Regions from separate parts of the Hordeum vulgare genome. Here region 2 is linked to region 1. The links are chromatin contacts, called in public Hi-C maps. All regions are on one chromosome and are shown on one strand. Each heading gives the region's core, a stretch centred on a gene start, on an enhancer-like site or on the middle of the called end of the contact. The rest is flanking DNA. Distances are from core to core; before and after follow the strand shown. Region 1 holds the start of LOC123445212 (protein XRI1-like). Region 2 holds the start of LOC123440687.

Region 1 (5,958 bases), core at 2,241-4,740:
TAAGTTACTGCAGAATATATAATTTGATCTCACCAAACAAACTACACATATGTCCATATACTAAACCAGATCATCACATCAACTTTTTCCACCACCTTTGAACCAAAAGGAAAAACACACTATCCAAACCAACTGCCTACACGGAGACACAATTCTAGGCCTGCTCTACCAGTCAACCACCCTAACAATCCAGCACAGGTCAAATGTTGCAGCAAGAACCAACCAAGCCAACCATACACACTTCTTTGTTGGACGCAAAATCATCTACTCCCACGGTGGTAATGTGGAGGACTCGGTTAGCCTCTCGTTCTTGTGATGGTGATGCTGCCCTTCCCGCCTTCTGTGTGGATCTTCGTCTTGTGGACCACGGGCTTCCCGGAGATGGCCGAGGCCTCCTGGAACAGGGCAGGCACCTCATCGATCTTGTGCTTGATCCTGTACGGGGGAGGCGAGAGGATCTTCTTGTTTATGTCCCTCAGGGTGGTGTCGCCGCGGAACCCGCACGGCTTGATGAGCTCGAAGGGGTAGGCCACCGATGCTGCCTTCAGCTTCTTTGCTCTGATGATGTTTCTTCCAGCTGTGAATCAATAATCAGGGTACGATGTATCAGCGACTTGCACAAATTATGCAGCGCCATGCAAACAGAGAATTGTGTGAAAAATAATTGAACTAATGGTGCTCTGATCAAACGGTGACAGGAGTTGGCAAACCTTTCAGAGGTGTAGGTTTAGTTTGCACATGTTTCTTCACAACTTTGATGATAGGCTGCTCCTCGAGCTCGACTAACGAATTCTCAAGAACTGGAACAAAGAGTTGTAGCATCAGTAGTGTTACAATTGTGATAACCGTTGATAATATGTACCCTGGACCATTATACTAACCAGAGACATTGGTTTCCACAGCAGCACTAAGACTTTTCCTGTCGAGAAGGATCAGAAGAAACCATGAGAAAACAAAAAACTTAGCAGATGGACAGTTTACAGAAACAATATTAAAGCCATGCACAAGGATTCTCAGTAAAAAAAAAACATACAATTCTTCTTGCGGGGAACGACTCTCACTGTCTTGTGAGCAATCAACCAGCCATTCTTCAGGTAGTTCCTCTGTCCCATCACAGTGTAACAAATGCTCGTCACCTGCAATCAGCTCTAGGATTAGGATAGATGAGAGGAGAATCAACTCAGTGCAACACTTTGCAGAGATGATGGAAGACCTACTTGAGAAATCCAAATTCACTTGCAGATTTTCCAAGAGCCCATCCGTCAGAGAACAATCCAACTACATACAAACAGTACATATCGATGGAGTTAAATCACCATTGTAATGAATGAAAAAAAAAATCAGCTGGACACAGAATGTTGAAACCAAAAAGTATAGTCCGTAGGTCTTCATTGCACGTACCCCAGCGTTGTCTGGACAGAACTGCAGCATACGCCTTCGTTTAGCTTGTAAGGTTTCCTTTCCTTCATCAAAGTCCTTGATAATAATATCTGCATTGTCCTTACACAAGGTCACTAAACTTGAAGTGCATTTTCAGTACGCAGCAAAAAGGCATGCAAATTTCCTTTCATCTCTTCTTTGTTTTCGCGAGATGGGTCGGGAATTACATGTAAAATCCATTGCTCTGACTTCTGGTTAAAGGTTAAATCACCAGACAGTACTAAGTGGTGGCTCAAATCAAACCTATTTGAGCGCAGCTAGGCAAAACATGTTTTCACAAATGCCAAGCAGATGACTAAATTATATCTACTGCTCTGCTTGCATACAAAAATGCAGTCCAAAGACTGCATACAAATACTTCTGTACCACGAAGCATGGAGCTATAAATCAACTAGAGGGCACGTATAAATACAAAGAACACTTCTAAAACAGTAAGCAAGTGTAAGGTGGCAGTAAAGTGCATCTCAATTCAGATATGGGTGGTAAACTGTAAAGTTACAAGTGACTTCACACTAAATGCTTAGATATCCTTGTCTGATAGCACAGTATGAGTGATTCAGAGGTAACAATGGTATGTAAACAGAAGAGCATTTTTTTTTACCTCCTATACCACAGAAGGGCAAATCTATGTCTGTACATTCTTTAATTGGGGTTTGCTCATCGAACAGGCTCCAAGAATCAACCTCATTGTGGTTTGCTTCAGCCCACAAGGAGGTAGATGGAGCTGCAAAATCAGAAGAGTAGCCCTCATCAGTCAACTGGATGCAGTTTTAGGGAAGTAGGAATGATGCAAAGGCGTGCCGCAAACCTGGTAACAGATCCTTCTGCAAATCGAACTCTTGATTCTGCCAGTCCCACATCTCACTGCACAAAGTTGCACATCAAAGAGCATTGTTAGGGATGATGGCCACTCAGGCGTAAACAGTTGGTGAAAGCTTTACATAAAAATGAGTAGAGCGCAGAGTATGCATCTTTGCACAGGCTTATTACACAACAAGAGCTGCAGCCTGAACATGTAAAAAGTCCCAAGTACATCTGAATAGATGGTGAAAAATTCAACTCTTATACTAGCACATTTCAGTGTTTTCCTTTTCCTGCGGACACCAGAATGTTCTTCAGAGCCCAAGACAGCGGTATTGTAGCGCAAAGATTTACAGAAAACATTAACAGCGCAAGGAGTAACTCGCAGTAAAAAAAAGGAAACCTTTGAGGATTAGGAAAGCTTGGGCATTCGCATGTAAGAAACAGCCTGGCATGGGCATGGGCATGGGCCAAAGAAACAGAGGCAGGAGAAAATGGAAGGACGCCATGAACAGCAGCTAGCTAGGGTTTAACAGCAAAAGACAAGACCAGCACCAACGCACACACGGCCAGCCATCCCTAGTCGCAACCAACCACGGTACGGCACAAAAGAGGAAACTAAAAGCCTCCGTCAAAAGAAGACATGATCCTTTTTTTCTCTCCCAGAATTGGAAGTCTTTTCCCCTGCCCTGCTTGGTTCCCCAAACATCATGCGAGGACGAAAAGATGAAGAAGACGATGAGGACGGAAAAGGGCGGTACTAGCACCAACGGAGAAGTAACCGCCGTACCGAGAAAGCGAAATTAGGGCGGCTCAACCAGTGGAGGGGGACGACGGGATTAAGGCCCGAAGAAGAAACAAATCGCGCGACTCAACGAAAAAAAAATACGGCAAGCTTTTTTTTCTCCGGCCGCGCCGTACGGTGGTCGGCGAGGATGAAGAAACCGGACGGAGGAGGGAGGGGGAGGAGGACGAAGGAGAGGCACCTCTGATCGCCAATGCCGCCGTCGAAGTCCATCATCCCCCGCCGCGGACCGGATCCGAGGCCGGCGGCGCTCTAAAGGGAAAGGCGGAGAAGGAAAGGAAGGAAGCGGAGGGGGGACGCGGAGTGGGGAGCGGGTGGAGCGGGACGGAGGAAGGGACTGGAGACTGGAGAGTGGGCGCAGTGGTGGTGGTGGTGGTGGTGGGAGCAGTTTATCCCTCCCTCCCTCAGTCACCTCTCCCTCGTGCTTCTCTCTACGGGCCCCCGTCCGTCCCCGAGAAAACAAAGCTTGCGCCTTTATTGCCTCCCCCCCCTCCCCCCTCTCGCTCGCTCTCCAAGGTGACCGCTCAAGGGGGGCGCGGGGGCCGAGGACGAGAAGACGATGATTATCCTATGACTAATCGGCCAATTCACGGATCAGTCGGTAATGATGATTAATTTATCAGGGCAGTTTCAGGTTTAGGCTTTGCCCCGCCCCGTAGCCTTGTGGCGGAAGGAAGGAAGGAAGGGGAAAGAAAGAAAGAAACCGTGCGGCGCGGCCGCGCAGGCTGTCCGTTGGCGGTACCACGGCGGAACGGAACCGGTGGCATGGCATTTCCGCGCCGTGCCTCGGCCGACGACGTGCTCGGACGCACCTGCAGTCTCCACGAGCAGTATCAGAACGGGCTCTCGCTTCAAGCTGACTCGTTGTTATGTGCACATCTTCAAGTTTGCATTATTTTTTTCCCTCAGAAAAGAAGTTTTCATTATTTTTAGAAACCTTTTACAAAAAACATTAGAAACCTTATTATGTTTTCATTTTAGTCTTTACATTCTTGTGAGCTGTACAAAAATATGCCCAAACTCCCCGTTTTTCACAACATATAATTGGCTCAAGTTCTTTCATCTTTTTCGCCAATTAATCATAAAAAACAATTTAGAAAATGATTCCCCCCTTCATCCGGCGATATGACGCTCGCGTCGGTCAACTCACACGTGATCCGTGTGTCTCTGCGTGTCCCCACCACCGCCCCTCTTTCGGGAGCGTTATTTTCCTTCCACACGAAGCTTCCTCGGCGTCTAGCGCTCGTGTCGGATACTTTCGCGACGAAGCTTCCTCGATGTCTACCGCTCCCTCGGTCACACGATGTTATGCTGGCAGTGGTTACTTTCGCGACGAAGCTTCCTCGGTGTCTACCGCACCCTCGGGCACACGATGTTGTGCTGGCAGCAGTTACTTTCCCAATGAAGCTTCCTCGGCGCCTAGTGCTACCCTTGGTCAGACGATGCTATGCTGGCGGTAGTTACTTTCTCGACGAAGCTTCCTCGACGTCTAGTGCTACCCTTGGTCAGACGATGTTGTGGTGGCGGTAGTTACTTTCCCAACGAAGCTTCCTCGACGTTATTAGACTGTATATATGCGTAGTCTCTGTACATGACTTGTAATCTCTAATGTACACTTTGTATATATATATATATATATATATATAAGATAATCGCACCCATCAAAGGGTGTTGAGCAGTTCCCTAAACCTAAGTTTTACATGCTATCAATATAGGTCGATCTATGTCTTTCGTTGCCGTCGCCGCACCTCCCCAGCCCCGCCGTCATCGTCTCCTCTGGCTCTCCAGTCGCTGTTCATGGCGTCTGGACCGCTGGCCGCGATTCATCTGGGGGCGTTCGTGGGGCCCTCGACCGCTGCTCCCATCGCCTTTGCATCACGCGGCGCTCGTCCGTCGGCCCCGCCTCATGGGTCGCATCTGCCGCAGCCCTACGTGTCGCCGTCGTCGTCGTCCTACTGGGCGCCGCCGTCGCAGCCCTATGAGGCGCAGTCGGCTCAGCCCAACGGGGCGCCGCCAGCTCAGCCCTACGGGGCATTGCAGACGCAGCCTTACGGGGCGTCGCCATCGCCGGTCTACGAGGTGCAGTCGTCGCCATCGCCATACGGGGTGCCATCGCTACAACCCTATGGGGCGCATCCGCCGCCGTCCTATGAGACACATCTGTTGCCCTACGAGGCTCCGTCGTCAGTGTCGTACGGCGGGTTCTCCACCTCTCCATATGGGGCACCATTGTCTCATCCACCGCCGCCGATGTCCATGGGTTATGGGGCTCATCCGTCGGCGTTGGAGATGGAGGTTTCTCCGCTTGTTCCTGCTGGTGCAATGCCTCCACGGGACGCCCCGCTGCCGATGTCATCTGCCCTCGGGGATCATGCTGCAGCCGCAATGCCGTTCTACTTCACGTACCTCATCCGGGTGAAGCTCACGCCGAACAACTACTTGGCGTGGCGTCCACAGTTGGTGCCTCTACTTTGCAACCGCTACCTCGAAGGGTACGTCGACAGTACTCTTTCGTGTCCACTACCGTATCATCTATCATACCATGCATGGGTGGCCTAGGATCAAGCTATTCTTTCGGACATTCAGTCCTCTTCGCTACCACCTCTCGGGGTGCATGTTCTACTATGCACATTAGCTTCACGCCTCAGCAACACACGCGTGCTCATGCCATCTGCACCGAGCTTGGGAAGACCAAGCTTCTTGATCTCAGCATCACCGACTACTTCAACAAGTTGACGAGTCTTGCCGACACTCTGGTGTAACACACTGGATTTTTCCCATTTCTTTCCCTTTTGATTTTGATTTGATTTTGCTTTTTGAGGCTTAACAGTTTTGAAACTTAAAGGGATTACTCTTGATTTCTTTTTCTTAGTGGCTTGCCAATCTTCAAACCACCCCAAGACCTAGCCATT
Region 2 (5,558 bases), core at 1,109-3,608, 340 kb after region 1:
TCTCAAAAAACATACTATGGCAATGTTACAATGTCAAGTCGAGCAGGGGCGGAGACAAGGGGGACCTCCTATACGGCGCTGCAAAATTTCAGTAATTTTAAAAATGTTTATCACATTTGATAAAGCTTCATTAATGTTTATAAAAATTTCAGTAATTTTGAAAAACGTTTATCAAATTTGAAAAAAAGATAACCCGTGTTCAAAAAAAGTTCAACAAATTTGAAAAAAATCCATCGAAATTAAAAAAAAATCATTGAAATTTTAAAAAAGTTCACCGAATTAAAAAAGAGTACATTAATATTGAAAAAAGTCATCAAATTTTTAAAAAGTTCACCGATTTAAAAAAGAGTTCATTATTTTTGAATTTTTTTTATCTAATTTGAAAAAGTTCATCAAATGGGAAAACGCACCGAGGCTATCGTTTCCGTCGAAAAACCCACCGAGGTGATTTTACAAAAAAAACCTTGCTGTTTATGACATTAAACTCGTAGTATATATTAAATGTTTTTTAAAATACTCATATCTTTTAAACCATAACTTCAAATTTAACATATTATATATGGAATTTGATTAGAAAAATTTGTAGAATTTAAATATGATATTATTTTATCTGTTAAACGTTTAATAAAAATACTATCTAGGGTGAAATCTTAATAAATAAGTCATTATTCGTCTTTCTTTCATACCGGTACTCATCCGGGTTGGGGATGAACACGTCAACAAAATCAGGATTAGAGATGAAACTGAAGGTCACTTGACTGATTCTTCGTACGTATTAAATCTACATGCAAGCCGTGTTAAAATAGAAGACCTGTGAAATTTTGAACTGCATTTTTGTAGGATAAGACCATCTTTATTTGTATCGTAACTATAAATTCTCACATTATAGACATTTTTTATAAATTAAGAGCATGTGCCGTGTGGTATTTATTTCTCCCGTTGTAACGCATGGGTCCTTTTGCTAGTAAGCAATAAAAAGTAAATAATTAAATCAACCTCATCCTAGTACGTGTCCGGATTGTTTGCACGTCGTCTTGGAAACCGGTTGTCCCTGGTCTGAATCCCACCGACAACATAACTTGTGGAGTATTAAAATACACAGTATAATGGGCCGGCCCATCATAGGATAATATAAGCGTCAGTTTGCGAAAATGCACACAAACGGGTGCCTGCAGCGTTAAATAGGAAACGCCGAGACAGGGGGGCGAGCAGGGCCTGGCCCCCCTATCGATCCAGACTTTGCTTACCAGCTACGCAGTAATTAGAGATAAACTCTTCGTGATGGGCTGCTGGCCCCCCAAAATCTAATTAATGCAAACTCTCTAAAGAAATGTCCATAGGAAGGCCCACTCTAGGCCTACTCCGCTCCCAGGCTATCACGTTAAGTGCCCATTCCCGTCAGCTACCCCCATACGGTTTCTCCCAATCTGATTGAGGCGGCGCCGCCGCGACGCAGCAGTCATCATTTCTGAAGACCCAAGAAACTACCGCCGTGAGTGCTCATCAATTCTTCAGAATTTGGTGAGTATTTCTGACTACATTCTATACTCTAAATTTTGCATATATATGTACCAATTGAGGCCTAGTTGCTGCTTGCTTTGCATTGTGGTTGTATTGCATTATTTGATCGTTTAATCATGAAATCACAGTAAAGTAGTAGTATTCCTTGTGTAATGAACTAATGTGTGAAGTTAGCTTGATAATGATAATTAGTTACTATAAGTATGAGTGTACCTGACATTTTTGTTATTTGTAATCATAGAGCAATTCAAAATAAACAAGTGTGACTATATTTTTATAGTCCGAAGCAATACATCATATTATCCTCTCGGGGACATCTGATATTATCATTGTAATACTCTCTTCGTTTTTAAATATAAGACCTTTTAGAGATTACATTATAAACTACATACGAATGTACATAGACATATTTTAGATATGTAGATTCATTCATTTTGTTCCGTATGTAGTCTTTTAGTGAAATCTCTAAAAGGTCTTATATATTGAAACGGAGGGAGTATTTTTCTTTTACACTAGAAATTTTTATTCAGCTTGCCCTGCCCCCCCCCCCCCCTAAATCCTGGCTCAGCCTTACTGGCAATAAGATTTAAAACGAACCTTATTAATTTTGTTTCCGTTGCAACGTCAGGGCTTTTTTGCTAGTATTTTTAAAATAAATGAATATTGGGCCAACCGAAGGAGCGCACTAACAATCGTCACAGCGCCAATGTGCGCGTTTGCTCACCCATTGTTGTCCAAGGTTCGGCCCACACTCCGACACAACGCGCCAGCAGCAACGGCGGCGGCGGCGGCGAGAAAGCAACCAGAGCGTACGCCATTGTTCCGCTCCCTCTCCCCCCCCCCCCCCCCCCCCTCTCCCTGATCTAACCAGCGATAGTGCGAGGCAGAAGCGCCGCCGATGGCTTCGCCGTCGCTCCTGACAGTGCACCTGCGCGGGTCTGCTTCGCCGCCCGACGCCGCCTCGTCGGTGGCGATCGAGGTGGAGGGAGGTGACGGGGTGGACCTCGCGCAGGTGGGCCTCGCGCTGGGGCTGGACCCGGCCACCGTCGGCCTCAACGGCTACTTCCTCAGCTGCGGCTCTGGCTACGTCTCCTTGGCGGTCACCTGGGGCGAGCTCCTCTGCTTCTTCGCCGCGGGCGGGCAGCCCACGGGTGCCGACCCCTCCGCGCCCGTCGCCGTCGATGGCGGGCCCGCGCCTTCGCCCCCAGGTGCGCCTCCCTTTCTGTCCTATGACTTAGTACTAGAGAAGCACAGAGCAACTGCTATCCTGTCAATTTTCGGCAATCAAAGCTACATTTTGCAATCGAGAGGGGAATCGAAGCTACATTTACCAACCTCTTGCTCTCTGATTCCCTGAAGTTTTTGCTCCGTTAATGTAGTATAGCAGAATTCCCGCGAAAAAAACGAACTAGTGAAATAATTGTTCAGGGTCCAATTGTTCAGTTCAAAATATAAGTACACAATATGCAGGTAGTACTAACTTGGATATTGATTATCAGTAAAGGGCGTTGGAATATGGAACTGTCCCAGCATCGAGCAACTCAACTATACTGTTCCTGATTTTGTGACTTTTGACACTATATGACCTCATAGATTCACAACCTTTTGCATATGGTTGTTGCGAAACAGTTATCTCATATCAAGTGTTATTTCTCAATGACCAAGTACAATACTTAGCAGCATTTCCTGATCATACGATTCAGTACGTTATATTTTCAGTGCTAGAAGAACGCCTTTATGTCTACTGCACTTGCAGAAGTTAAATACAATGTGATATTTCAACGAAATTTTGGTCTGAATCTGCAATTGGTATCTCTGTTAGAGCCCAGAGTTCTTCTGTCCACAAAGCGAAAGTCTGGGTTAGAGACCGAAAATGGTTCCAAGAAGTGCAAGCTCCAACACAATAGCTCATCGCAGTCAAAAGCTGTCGAAGAGCTACTTACCGATGTGATCACCCTTGGTTTGAAGAGAAGACTCAGATTGGACGAGGCTAGTCCATCTAAGAAGACTAAACAAGTAGACTACAGCTCAGGCTCTGGTGAGTGGCAACTGAGAACTAAACAAATCTCTCAAGAATCTTAACCAGTTATTTATATTCACCAATAATCTACAAAATATTCTGAAATCTGAAAGGTTCTTGTTTGGTTTATTGCATTGGTTGGTTATAATCAATGGAGTAGAAGCACAGCAGCCAGTTAAATGCTCTTGCAGCTTCGCCAGCAGTCACGACAAGCGGCCATCGGATGAGGAGATGGTCACCTCACTGTCGTGCAAGAGAGTATGGTGATGCCAGTCTATTCTTGCAGGTTGATATTTTACTGCTACTCAAAAGAAAACTTGCAAGTTGATGCCAGTGACTGAGATTTGATTGTCGCTTTGTCGCGAGTCATTGTTACTCGGTACAACTCCAGAGTGGGTTATGATGACAAACTGGCATGGCTAAGAGGCCTAGTGAGATTTAGTGATTCCCCATTGCCATCATGTAGTTAGTTTGGTCCAGAGCCATAGTTTCTGGTTTTTAGACAGAGTGCTAGTTACAATAGTTTCAGGTTTGGATACAGTGCTAGTTAGAACAGTTGTACAATGGAGTATTTCTTGTGTACATCGCTGTATTTGATATAATGCCAGAAAACTTGCCGATGTCTTTCTGTGAACATAGCAATGGCTGGCCTAACTTGGGTATATTTTGCCTGCAAAACGCTAGCGCTACTAGCCTACTAGCACCGTGAAATCTGTAATCAGTGCATTTGTTGCAAGACATTTTTGGTTTTACAGAAGTACCAAAACAGAAGTATACTTTTTAATTACAGGAAATCCTGGGTTTTACAATTTTTTTCTAGGAATAGCAACTTCTTTTTGGTTTGAATGTATCCTATGCACAATTATTCAGTATTTCACAATGCATATGCATGCTGGAGATTCAAAAAAGAGAGAGAGAAGAAGTATTCAGTATTTCGCCACATAGAGATGGGTTACTTGGTATGACTAATACCCACGTAAATCCCTGAAGAATTATACTCTTTGGGATAATAACTACTCCCTCCGTCCGGAAATACTTGTCCTAGAAATAGATGTATCTAGACTTATTTTAGTTATAGATACATCCATTTTGTACATTTTTAGGACAAGTATATCCGGACGGAGGGAGTATAAATTTTGGGGTACATGATTGTATACACAAACGATAACAAAAGAAAGATGCATACCACCAACAAAATTCAGGTCTAAAGTCTTCTATATATTAATAGAGTTGATTCTATATATTATTAGGTCTAAAGTCAGGTCTTAAGGTTGGCGTACTGTAAAACACGATTACAAGGTGCAATTAGCCGGAATATCCTATCTGCCGCTCGTTGCGTCAAGCAGTCGGCTCTTCGCACAGCCGAAAGACCGAGCAGCGACGCAACAGGCCGGCCCATATAACCGCTCGAGCGTTCTGGTTTTGGGAACCTTTCAAAGGTTTCAATCGATTTTTTCTGGTTTTAGAAAACTTCTAAAAGGTTCCCTGAATCGGCTTTTTTTCCTTTTTTCTTTCTTCATTTCTGTTTTTTCTGTTTTGTTTTAAAAAATGTTCTTCAAATCTGAAAAATATTCTTGCTTTAAAAAAAATGGCCAGTGCTACGGGTCCGCCGGATGATCTTTTTAAAAGATCAGTCCGATTACGAGCCGTCGGATATGGCATCATCATGCAGAAGTAGCATATCTTCCATTCATATAACAAAGTTGGTGTTGCGGATACTTCTGCAACATAGGTCTTGTTATAGAGACTTCTCACGACAGAGACGACCTCTCACGCCAGTCGCTCCTTCGCCATTTTCTGCAACTAAAGCTATGTTTCTGAAATATGGCTCATGCCGCAATGTTTGACCACTCACTCTTTAACATCGGGCGCTCCTTCGACATTGCAACTCGGGCTATGTTTCTGAAACAAGATCTTGTTATAGAAAAAAAAAATCACCATCGAAACATTTTTCTTTCTGAAACAAAAGATATGTCGTAAAAATCTTTTGAAATAAGACCCTAATTGCAGAAAAAGA

What was found. Hi-C and Micro-C count contacts between places; a contact is called where the count stands out from the background.
Region 2: a contact with region 1 is called in a Hi-C map of leaf, with 2.1 times the contacts expected there. The contact joins the promoter of LOC123440687 here to the promoter of LOC123445212 in region 1. A contact is called at or near these places in 3 of 6 Hi-C or Micro-C datasets (leaf and seedling) and 1 of 1 datasets of contacts at active chromatin or transcription factors (embryo).

What each region holds. Positions count from the first base shown.
Region 1 is chr3H:571,864,171-571,870,128 of MorexV3_pseudomolecules_assembly, forward strand. LOC123445212 (protein XRI1-like) reads right to left here and starts at 3,491. Exons shown (of 9, transcript XM_045122170.1): 1 at 3,228-3,491; 2 at 2,249-2,304; 3 at 2,042-2,164; 4 at 1,402-1,490; 5 at 1,218-1,278; 6 at 1,034-1,136; 7 at 882-919; 8 at 711-800; 9 at 1-577. The coding sequence starts at 3,262. The coding sequence ends at 297.
Region 2 is chr3H:572,203,528-572,209,085 of MorexV3_pseudomolecules_assembly, forward strand. It overlaps LOC123440687, which reads left to right and starts at 2,359. Exons shown (of 3, transcript XM_045117244.1): 1 at 2,359-2,729; 2 at 3,344-3,559; 3 at 3,702-4,161. The coding sequence starts at 2,420. The coding sequence ends at 3,808.